Linked DNA regions of Bombyx mori: region 1 is linked to region 2. A link is a contact called in public Hi-C data. All regions are on one chromosome and are shown on one strand. Each heading gives the region's core, a stretch centred on a gene start, on an enhancer-like site or on the middle of the called end of the contact. The rest is flanking DNA. Distances are from core to core; before and after follow the strand shown.

Evidence for each region. Hi-C and Micro-C count contacts between places; a contact is called where the count stands out from the background.
Region 1: a contact with region 2 is called in a Hi-C map of middle silk gland, with 2.3 times the contacts expected there. The contact joins the promoter of LOC101743314 here to the promoter of LOC101735701 in region 2. A contact is called at or near these places in 3 of 7 Hi-C or Micro-C datasets (middle silk gland, posterior silk gland and whole pupa).

The regions. Positions count from the first base shown.
Region 1 is chr12:9,506,244-9,511,539 of ASM3026992v2, reverse strand. It overlaps LOC101743314 (large ribosomal subunit protein mL38), which reads left to right and starts at 1,893. Exons shown (of 4, transcript XM_038014711.2): 1 at 1,893-2,543; 2 at 3,158-3,723; 3 at 4,731-4,892. The coding sequence starts at 2,362.
Region 2 is chr12:8,948,064-8,953,029 of ASM3026992v2, reverse strand. It overlaps LOC101735701 (TBC1 domain family member 23), which reads left to right and starts at 1,549. Exons shown (of 2, transcript XM_038014578.2): 1 at 1,549-1,762; 2 at 2,165-4,691. The coding sequence starts at 1,737. The coding sequence ends at 4,187.

The DNA of each region.
Region 1 (5,296 bases), core at 644-3,143, 560 kb before region 2:
AATCACAGTATTAATTTTTTTCGAAGTAATGTATTTTTATTTACAGGCTCACCTTTATAGGAAAAAACCAAAAATAAGAGAAAAAAAGATTGTGATGATGTGTATTTATTGCGTGGGTCGATGAGCTCACAGCCCACTTGATGTTAAGTGGTTACCGAAGCCCATAGACTACTACAACGTAAATGCCGCCACCCACCTTGAGTAATGAGTTTTAAGGTCATAGCTAGTTGTATGTGATGAGAAAGATTAAGTGAAACCATTAGAATTAAACCTTAAGACTTAAGTGCCATATGACGTAATATATACTGCATATAAGAAATCTATACATATAAATAAAATTGGAATGTCTGTTTGTAATATTGAAATAAAGTTTTTTACTACATGCACATGAATGAATATATATACACCAAAATATTTTATTTTACAATTTTTGTCTGTCTATCTGTTTGTTTGTTCCGGCTAATCTCTGGAACAGCTGGACCGATTTTGACAGGACTTTCACTTACAGGTGGCTGATGATATAAGGAGTAACTTATGCTACCTTTTTTTAGACTAGCTTTGCCCCGCGGCTTCATCCGCGGTACGACAATAACCGCTGGTAACATCGCGGGACTCAGCTATCAATAATAAAATTTTATGTTTCCGAAGCGAAGCGATGGCCGGTCGCTAGTACAAAAGATTATTTTCAGTAGGTATTTTTAAGTGCATTTTCTAATTTCATTACAGAAGTGTAGGTACTCAATAGTCGCGTTGATATTGAATGTCGCGGCAAGTTGCTTCATTGAAATAAATAATACCCATTTAGAATAATTTAGGCGTGTCATCATAAAAAAATAAATTAAAATTCGGTTAACAGTCTAATAAGTAAACTTTGAAGTCCCACAAAAAAAACAACAAAATAATTAAGAGCCCCTAGGAAGCTAGTCTTATCTTTGTTCTAAGTATATTGGATTTTTTAGGTTTTATTTTACATTATTGCAATTTTTTTTATGAAGGTAGGTTAACTGGTAGCCCGGAGGCCTTTCCAGTTTTATCAGGACAGATGGGTAAACACAGGCTCAGCCAGGAGGGGTGGGATTGAGCGCTTCTAAAGGAGACCTTAACATCTCAAGAGCAGCTGCTTCGCGAATGAATCTGCTACCGGATCGGAATCGCGTAAGAAGATTGGGCGAGATTATTGAACTATTAATAGTATTGCATATACTAAAAAGTTTTTGGCAGGCACACAAGAAGTGCACTGGAGTGCTGTGTGAATAGTATTCATTTAGTAATTTTTGCTTAGTGAGGTTTAAACGTGTAGCAATAATGCCTTAAAAACTTCTAGATTTGTAAAAATGCACATATCTGAGAAAACGAAATTGTGGTAGTTTTCCAATTACAGCACAAGAGCGCATTATGCGGCATAATGCTCAACGTTAAATGTTTCAACTACAGCAACGCTTCGCACAATCGAGCACTCTCAAAAGTAGAGCTAATCTATGAGTCAAAAGTAATGTTTGTGCGTGATGCGTGCAATCGATACCAACATAACAGACATACAATTAACAAGTGTTTTTTCTTTAAGTTGGCATTGATCGAAATTTTGTTTATATTATCGTTAGTAATAATAAATAATGTTGGAAAAAATTGTAGGGCTTTCGTTACCTACAAACCTGTACCTGTATTTATACTTAGGTTGTTTCCATTTCTCTTATTCTCATCCCAAATGACCCCTTTTTCGTTGTTATTTGTACCTAAGACGTCCCCAATATCCCCAAAAACAACAGATTTTTACATTTATTTTTATTTGATCAAATACATTAAAACTGAGACTTACCTTTAATATATATGATGGTTCAAACACTAAATAACGTATATAAATCACAGTCGTCTTCTATTATTATCAAATAAATAAAAGAGAGCAAAGTTTCTAGCACTAAAATAATTATCACCACAGGAAGTTAATTTGAAACGCGATTTTTATGAGTTAGCAGCTATCATCATGCATATTCAGAGTTGTTTTGTGAACTTTCAACGTTCTACTATTAAACTACAAAAAATGGAAGATTTTGCAACGAATATAATACTAATATTGAGCGTCGAAAGATTTTCCTGTTTTTTTCCCAATTCGCCTCTCAATCCCTAATCGCCCCATTTTACGGTACTGTTAATAGTGTTAACTGTCAACTTTTTAACCTAATAACAGTGATAGTGATAACCCATAGACTAATAACCTAACAAATACCTATTTATGTGTAATACCTACTGAATTTTATTATTAAATTCATTAGCAAATTTAAGAAAAGCGTCACACCTGTTAGAAATATTTAATACAGATAATTTGCTTGTGATGTTAACATTAAGTTAAAAACTTAAATAAAAATGCTAAACACAATCCGTGGGGCCCGTATAGCTGCTGTTCAACTTCAACAAATAAGGTCGGGGCACAGAGTACGAGGTAATCCGCCTATATATGCGAGGTCCTTGAAACAACGTATCCAAGAACTTAATTACAAAGATGAACTGTACACAAGTCGAATCGACATTGGCTTCCCACCAATAAAGTAAGTAAAATAATACTAGTGTACTTCATTTCACGTACTTACTTCAAATTAAATTATTACAATAGATAAATAAAAACTATTTAGTATTTGTTGCGATATTTAATCAACAATTTTGGAATAAATGATCAAGTCTTATTTATAATAGTGACAAGTCATCATGGTGTACTTGCTGGGGTAGGTACTACCATATTTAAAAAATTGCATTGTATCTGTATTCCAATTTACAGAGTGGGATAGCGATTTTGTAATATAATTGAGACAGAGCTCATGCCTCAGGATAGGTGGTTGGTGGTGCTTTCACTTATGTTTGGGTTCTAGTTACCACCTAACACCAAGTGGTTCTTCAACAAGATTACCTACTTGTATATCAGATATATAATAGATAAATTATTAGTCTTAGTTGTTGTTTGTAACCTAAATATAGATATTGTAATACCTTAGTGTAAGATTTAAGTTATGTATAGTGTTATGTGTGTGTACTAAACATACAAATGTGTACTAAAACTTTTAGTTTGAATACCTATTTCACTGGAAATACTTGACCAGTATTTAACAATTATTTTCAAAAAGTTTACTTATTGTATTATTTGTCATTGGATATATTTTATTTCCAGGCAAACTAAAGAAGTTCGTGATCATCGACTGCAACATCTGAGAAAAATAAAAAGTGATAAAAACTTAGAAAAATCATCTCGAAATTTAAAACTTGAAATAGATCTGGAAGATGTCAGAAAAGAATGGCTGAAAACTACAGGTCCATTTCATAAAAAACAAATTGGAGACCATTATGGCGTATTTGAACATCTTTATGGTGAAGGATATTTTTTACCACATTTAAACATAGATGTTCTGTACAATTTGAAGGATGGCACATTTTTGCCTGTTTGTGCAGGAAATGTAATTAAGCCTACAGAGGCTTTAGAGGCACCAATTATTACTTATGAATCTGATGACAATGCATTATGGACTTTAGCATTTACTAGCTTAGATGGTCATTTATATGAGAATGAAAAGGAATATGTACATTGGCTTGTGGCTAATATACCTGGTAATGCTATCGAGAAGGGTGAAACTCTTGTTGATTATTTACAGCCATTTCCTTTGAAGGGCACTGGTTACCACAGATATGTGTTTGTTCTTTATAAACAGGATAAGACAATTGATTATGCTTTACCAAAAGGTTTGTATTTTATGATTTACTGGCTTTTGCTTGCGACTTCGTCCATGTGGAATAGTTACTTTGACATAACGCTACATTTTACCTGCCTCTTCATTTATGTAGAAAATGAAAATATTTTTGAATAATAGAATGTTAAGGAGCTATTTAAGGAACCAAAATCACGCTTTTTAACCGACTTCAAAAGAGGAAGTTATCAATTCGACCATAATTTTTTATCTATGTATGTTCACCGATTTCTCGAGAATGCTTGAACCGATTTTGATATATATTTTTTTCTTTTTTTTGTTCGAAAGGGTAGACTTCCCGAATGGTCCTATTTACATCAAAATCTGATGATGGAGAAATCCAGAAAAATCTATAATTGTCAAAGCCTATCTTGAAGTGATTTAGGTGTTTCAATCTTGTAATGAATAACGTATTTATTTGGATAGGGATTAATATCATCTTTATAAAAAACACCTTCACAAACAATGTGTTATTTTAGAACAAATATGGTTAGCATAAAAACGTTATAGTGAGCCAGCCTTTAAACGTAGACATATGCTGTCGCGGACTTTTTTTTAGATCTTTTAAAGGCGAACAATTCTCTCATACATCACTTTAGCGAAACTATCCGTTTCCGCAGCGCACGCAGTGGAAGCTCTCAAAAGGGAAAAAACCTCGATTTTGAAACATTATTTATTGGTGCTCCGCCTGCATTGGTCTTAGCGTGATGATATATAGCCTATAGCCTTCCTCGATAAAAGGGCTATCTAACACTGAAAAATTTTTAAATCGGACCAGTAGTTCCTGAGATTTGTGCGTTCAAACAATCAAACTCGTCAGCTTTATAATATTAAGTATAGATTTTATATTCATTGTCAATTTGTTTTTGAATGTTACAACAATAAAATTATAGCCTTGATTAATGTTGCAGAATGATTAATAATGAATGAATTTAATTCATTTCGCTTTTGTATTAATTATTTATTATTATATTAATAATATTTCTTAATGCAAAATTTCAGTTACTTCGTCATCAGCTCTTCAAGATCGCACATTTGTTACTAGAGAATGGTATAAAAAACATCAAGATAATATCACACCAATTGGATTATCGTTTTACCAGAGTGATTGGGATTATTCCGTTAGAAGTTTTTTCCACAATGTCTTAAATGCAAAAGAACCAGGTATAATTTTCAATTCGCATATTCTAAACTCCACAAAATAATGTATGTTTGTTATCCTAAATACTTCCAGATAGTGAGTATAAGGTAAGCTAATGTGATAATCCTATGAAAATGGAAAGGAATTTAAAGAAAACTTTATCGTCGTGGCCTAAAGGATAAGACGTCCGGTGCATTCGTGTTGAGCGATGCACCGGTGTTCGAATCCCGCAGGCGGGTACCAATTTTTCTAATGAAAAATCAAACCCGCAAAATTATAATTTGCGTAATTACTGGTGGTAGGACCTCTTGTGAGTCCACACGGTTAAGTACCACCATCCCGCCTATTTCCGCCGTGAAGCAGTAATGCGTTTCGGTTCGAAGGGTGGGGCAGCCGTTGTAACTATACTGGGACCTTAGAACTTATA
Region 2 (4,966 bases), core at 300-2,799:
CAATTCTTAACAACAGAGCTAAGCCTCCAGTTTGATCTCTGTCATCTATCCATTTTCTTACCCAAAATCGCTTCTTTTTAGATATTTCTTCTAGCATACCAGTTAGTTCTTGCATCATCACAAAGGTACATTTTCTCAACAAATTATTAACTCTGATTTTTTGCTGTTTTCGAGAACTCATTTTTCCGCACTGACTTTACAAAGGTATGTACACCTTATGAAATATCTTCGACTACTGACGAAGTACTGATTGGGTTAGTTTTGGGCGCCAGCACTGACGTTAGTTACTGACTCTATATAAATCTGCCTTCTAGTGTGTACTGGTAAAATGGGGCGATTAGGGACAAATTCCAACTTTATGACCAATTTTAAGGTAGTTGTTGATGTATATAATGCTATATCAGGATCAAAATGATTGAGTCTTGGGGGCATCTTTGTTGTCCAATTTAAAACTATGCAACTAGCATTCCAGTTTAAGCAAAAAAAGCAAAAATATGTGTAATCCCTATTTACCCGGAAATTGCGGTTAATTGGGACGAAATGAGAAATTTTCTAGGGTGGGCACTACTTGGTTTTAATTTATTTATTTATTTAGTTGCACCAACAAAGTGATCATCAATAAAAAACATTGAAAAACGGACACTGAACAAATATTAAATATTTTATTATGTATTACTTAGACATTTTTGTCCACCTTGAGATTTCATTGTTCTTATTACATGTCTGTGCAAAATTGACTTACTTATATTAAATTGCTTAGCTATTTCAACTAAAGACTTATTCCCAATTTGGCAATTTCCCAATTGCTGTTTTTAATATTAAGGGATAATATCTGCACTCTTTGATACGTACACGCGAGGCATATCCAAAAATAGAAAACAATACGTAACTGATAATATAAATATTTACCAAACAATAAAATAACACATTGATAATTTTGAATAAAAGTTCTAAACAAAAACATCATGAATAAAAAAGATTTTTACCAACAAATCTAAAAAATATTGTTGTAACTACATAGACAACCCTAGAAACCTGTACCTATTTATATTTAGGTCGTTTCCATTTCACGTATTCTCATCCCAATTGATCCCTTTTTCGTTGTTATTTGTACCTAAAACGTCCCCAATATCCCCAGAAACAACAGATTTTTACATGTATTTTTATTTTATCAAATACATTAAAACCAATAACAACTGAGACTTATTTTTAATATACATGATGGTTCAAACACTAAATAACGTTTATAAATCACAGTCGTCTTCTATTATTATCAAATAAATAAAAGAGAGCAAAGTTTCTAGCACTAAAATAATTACCACCACAGGAAGTTAATTTGAAACGCGATTTTTTATAAGTTAGCAGCTATTATCATGCATATTCAGAGTTGTTTTGTAAACTTTCAACATTCTACTATTAAACTACAAAAAAATGGAAGATTTTGCAACGAATATAAAACTAATAATGAGCGTCGAAAGATTTTCTCGGTTTTTTCCCGATTCGCCTCTCAATCCCTAATCGTTCCATTTTACGGTACTGTGTTATCTCGAGGTTTGTATGTATTGTATACATACTGCATAGATAACATATTTGATAGGCTAACTTAAAATTACTAAAATTTGCAAAACTAAATTTCAATATTTACGAAATTGTTTTGATGTATTTTTCGCACGATTTGGAGCTCCATTGTGTTGTAGTTATCAACTAATTTAAATTTGTCGTGTCAAACGAAACAAATGGCAGGAGACGACGATGATACTTGGTAAGGAAATATTTTAGTTTTAATTTACTTATAATTCGGGATATTTGCTCATGAGAATTATTTGATCTTGTATCGTTTGATCTTAGTCCTCATAGATGAGGGCTAAGATTACTTCAGATACTACTAGTACAGTTTTGAGCATTTATCAGTATTTCACTATTGTCAAGGACGTCGTTTTGTTAATTATTTCATGACCATGTTTGCACATTGCAGTATACTTGCATAGGTAATTGTGTGAGATATCGTTAGCAATTATATATATAAATAGCGATTATACGTTATCGTCACCCTTGGAAAAATAATTGTAGTAAATTCTCATAAAAAATGCCATTCCTTCTACAATATTATATTTAATGTAAAATTTACTTCTTGGCACTAATAATTTTAAAAAAACTATTTTAGGTTGATAGAACTAGAGTCTGCTCTTCTCGATGGATGTACCGCACAAGAAATTAATGCATTAACGAAAGGAAAAAAAATACCTGTTAGCTTACGTCCTGATGTGTGGTTGTTATGTTTGAATTGTCAAGATGCTGGAAACCAATTGCTTTTGTTTGATGAGATATTTGACTTACCTAATCAGAATGAATTAAGAGATGATGTAAAAAAGTTTGTTGAAAAACTTGGCAATGAAGAAGATGATAAATTAGCAGTTATATCTGATGTTGAGTCAATAATCACATTTTATTGCAAATCGAAGAACACAACTTACACTTCAAACAATGGTTGGATTGATATTTTATTACCTTTGTTAAGTTTGAAGCTACCACGGTCAGATACTTATAATTTGTTTGAAAGGATTTTAAAATTGTATACACCAAAGGGCTGTTCAAAAAATGGAGTACCTTGCCATATATTAAGGTTGATACTTCAATACCATGATCCAGAACTTTGTTCATTTTTGGATACAAAAAGAATCACTCCAGAACAGTATTGTTCACCATGGTTGAAGTCATTATTTGCTGGTACATGTAGTTTGGATGTAGCTTTATACATGTGGGATTTGTATTTTCAAAGGTCAGATCCGTTCTTCATATTTTTTCTATGCTTAATTATGATCATTAATGCCAGAGAACAATTACTACAGATGAAAAATGATGATAAAACAGCCATTATACAAATTCTTACCAATATGCCTGCAGATTTGGAAGCAAATGATGTTTCGGATTTCTGTTCATTGGCTCATTACTACTCATTAAAAACACCTCAGTCTTTCAGAGATGATGTCTTAGAGGTCTTATTTTCAGAAAGTGAATTGGAAATAAATTCAAGACTGTACTCACAAGCTTTATGTCTGCCTGTAGCAGTTCATGAATTAATTGAAAGTGCAACATTAGAATTGGCAAATTCAGATAGTGTGAAATTCTTTTTAGTTGATTGTCGACCAACAGATCAATATAATGCAGGTCATTTATCCACCGCATTTCATCTAGATTGTAATTTGATGTTGCAAGAACCTGCAGCTTTTAATACAGCCGTGCAAGGACTATTAAATGCTCAAAGACAAGCCTTAGCTGCTGGATCACTTGCTGCTGGAGAACATCTATGTTTTGTCGGATCAGGTAGAACTGAAGAAGATAGTTATGCTCATATGGTGGTTGCATCATTTCTGAAGAGAAATACTAAACATGTTTCTATGCTTGATGGTGGCTTTGTGGCAATTCATGATTATTTTGGGCCTCATATGACAGATTGCCTAGAGGAACACAATGCATCAGCATGTCTTGTTTGTGTTCCAAATAATACCTCTGTTGGAATGAGTAAAAACGTAGCCAGTGCAACCAAAACTAGTGAGAATATGATTACTAAACAATTGTTTAGCAAATTGTCATCTGCCATGAAAGCTAAAAGTCAAGAAGTCAAAGGGAAATTGATAGAGTACATAGTTAACCCAAATTCCACATACAATAATAGTGAATGGCATGTGTCTGCAAATGATAGAAAAGAGCAAAGGTATAGAAATGTACCACCTGTATTTAGCATAAATGATGAAGATGAAGACTCACGGTCTGATAGTTTACGTCATGATCTTACACTTTCTGATTCTATCGAAGAAATAGTTAATGTGCAGTCGTTTCTTAAGGAACCAAATACTATTGATAATTTTCAATGCCAGGAAGTATTACTTAATGGATATATGCATGATTCTTATATAGTTGTAACAGAAACACACTTAATTGTTTTACGTGACATTCCAAATAAACGAGGCCTAGCAAAGATTATGTCTAGGAGACCTCTCTCTACTATAGTTAAAATAACAGCTAAGAAGAGGCATCCAGAATTAATTACATTTAAGTATGGTATTCCAGATGGTGATAATTTACTAATTAAAGATATGGATAGATTTCTTATTCCAAATGCCTCTGTAGCTACTAAAGTTGTATCAAATCAAATTGTACAACAGTTGGATAACAAATTACAGTGAACTATTAACATTTTCATATTGACTTAGTTCTGAGAAGTAGCTTATTTGCTACAAGTATAATGCAGATGCTTATCTAAGGACTAAGAATTATTTAAAAAAAAAACAACTATCATGTTAACTTGTATACATAGCCCTATCGGAATAAAATGATAAATGTTGTAATAATAGTAACTGCAGGTTTGTTTGCGATTAGTGGCAGTAAAAGCGCATTTATTTGTTGTAAATACAAAGAAATTAGCCTAAGAAATTTCAGGAATTTTAAAGTATTTTATTTCTTGAGTAATTTAAAACATTTGTCAGATTTTAATGAAATTATAGCAAAATAAGTGATTTTAATACTTGATCTTAAACTGAATTGGGGCTGCCAGTAGACTCAACTTACTTTAACTTCAGAGTCCCTGAAATTATACAATAAACATACACATTATAAACAGTAGATCAAAATTATCAATACTTATAAACTGTTTGATTGTCATTTTTATTATGAAAAGTTTGATCTCTGGATTGTTTGTTTTAATTACGTCTGCAAGTGGTTGGAATAGCACGGTTAAATGTAAGCAAAGTAATATTACATGATATTTTACATTCATTTCAATAAAACACAGCCTAACAAGCCCTGCTGTAAACTGGGTAATAGACATACCCGTCAGTACACCCTATAAATGGTGAGTTGATGTCCATTTTCACTCGCATATAACCATTATACCTATGTACTTATGTGCTGAGTTTATCGGTTGTAATTGTACCGTTCCTGAAAGCGAAGTCTGGTCGTAGTAGTA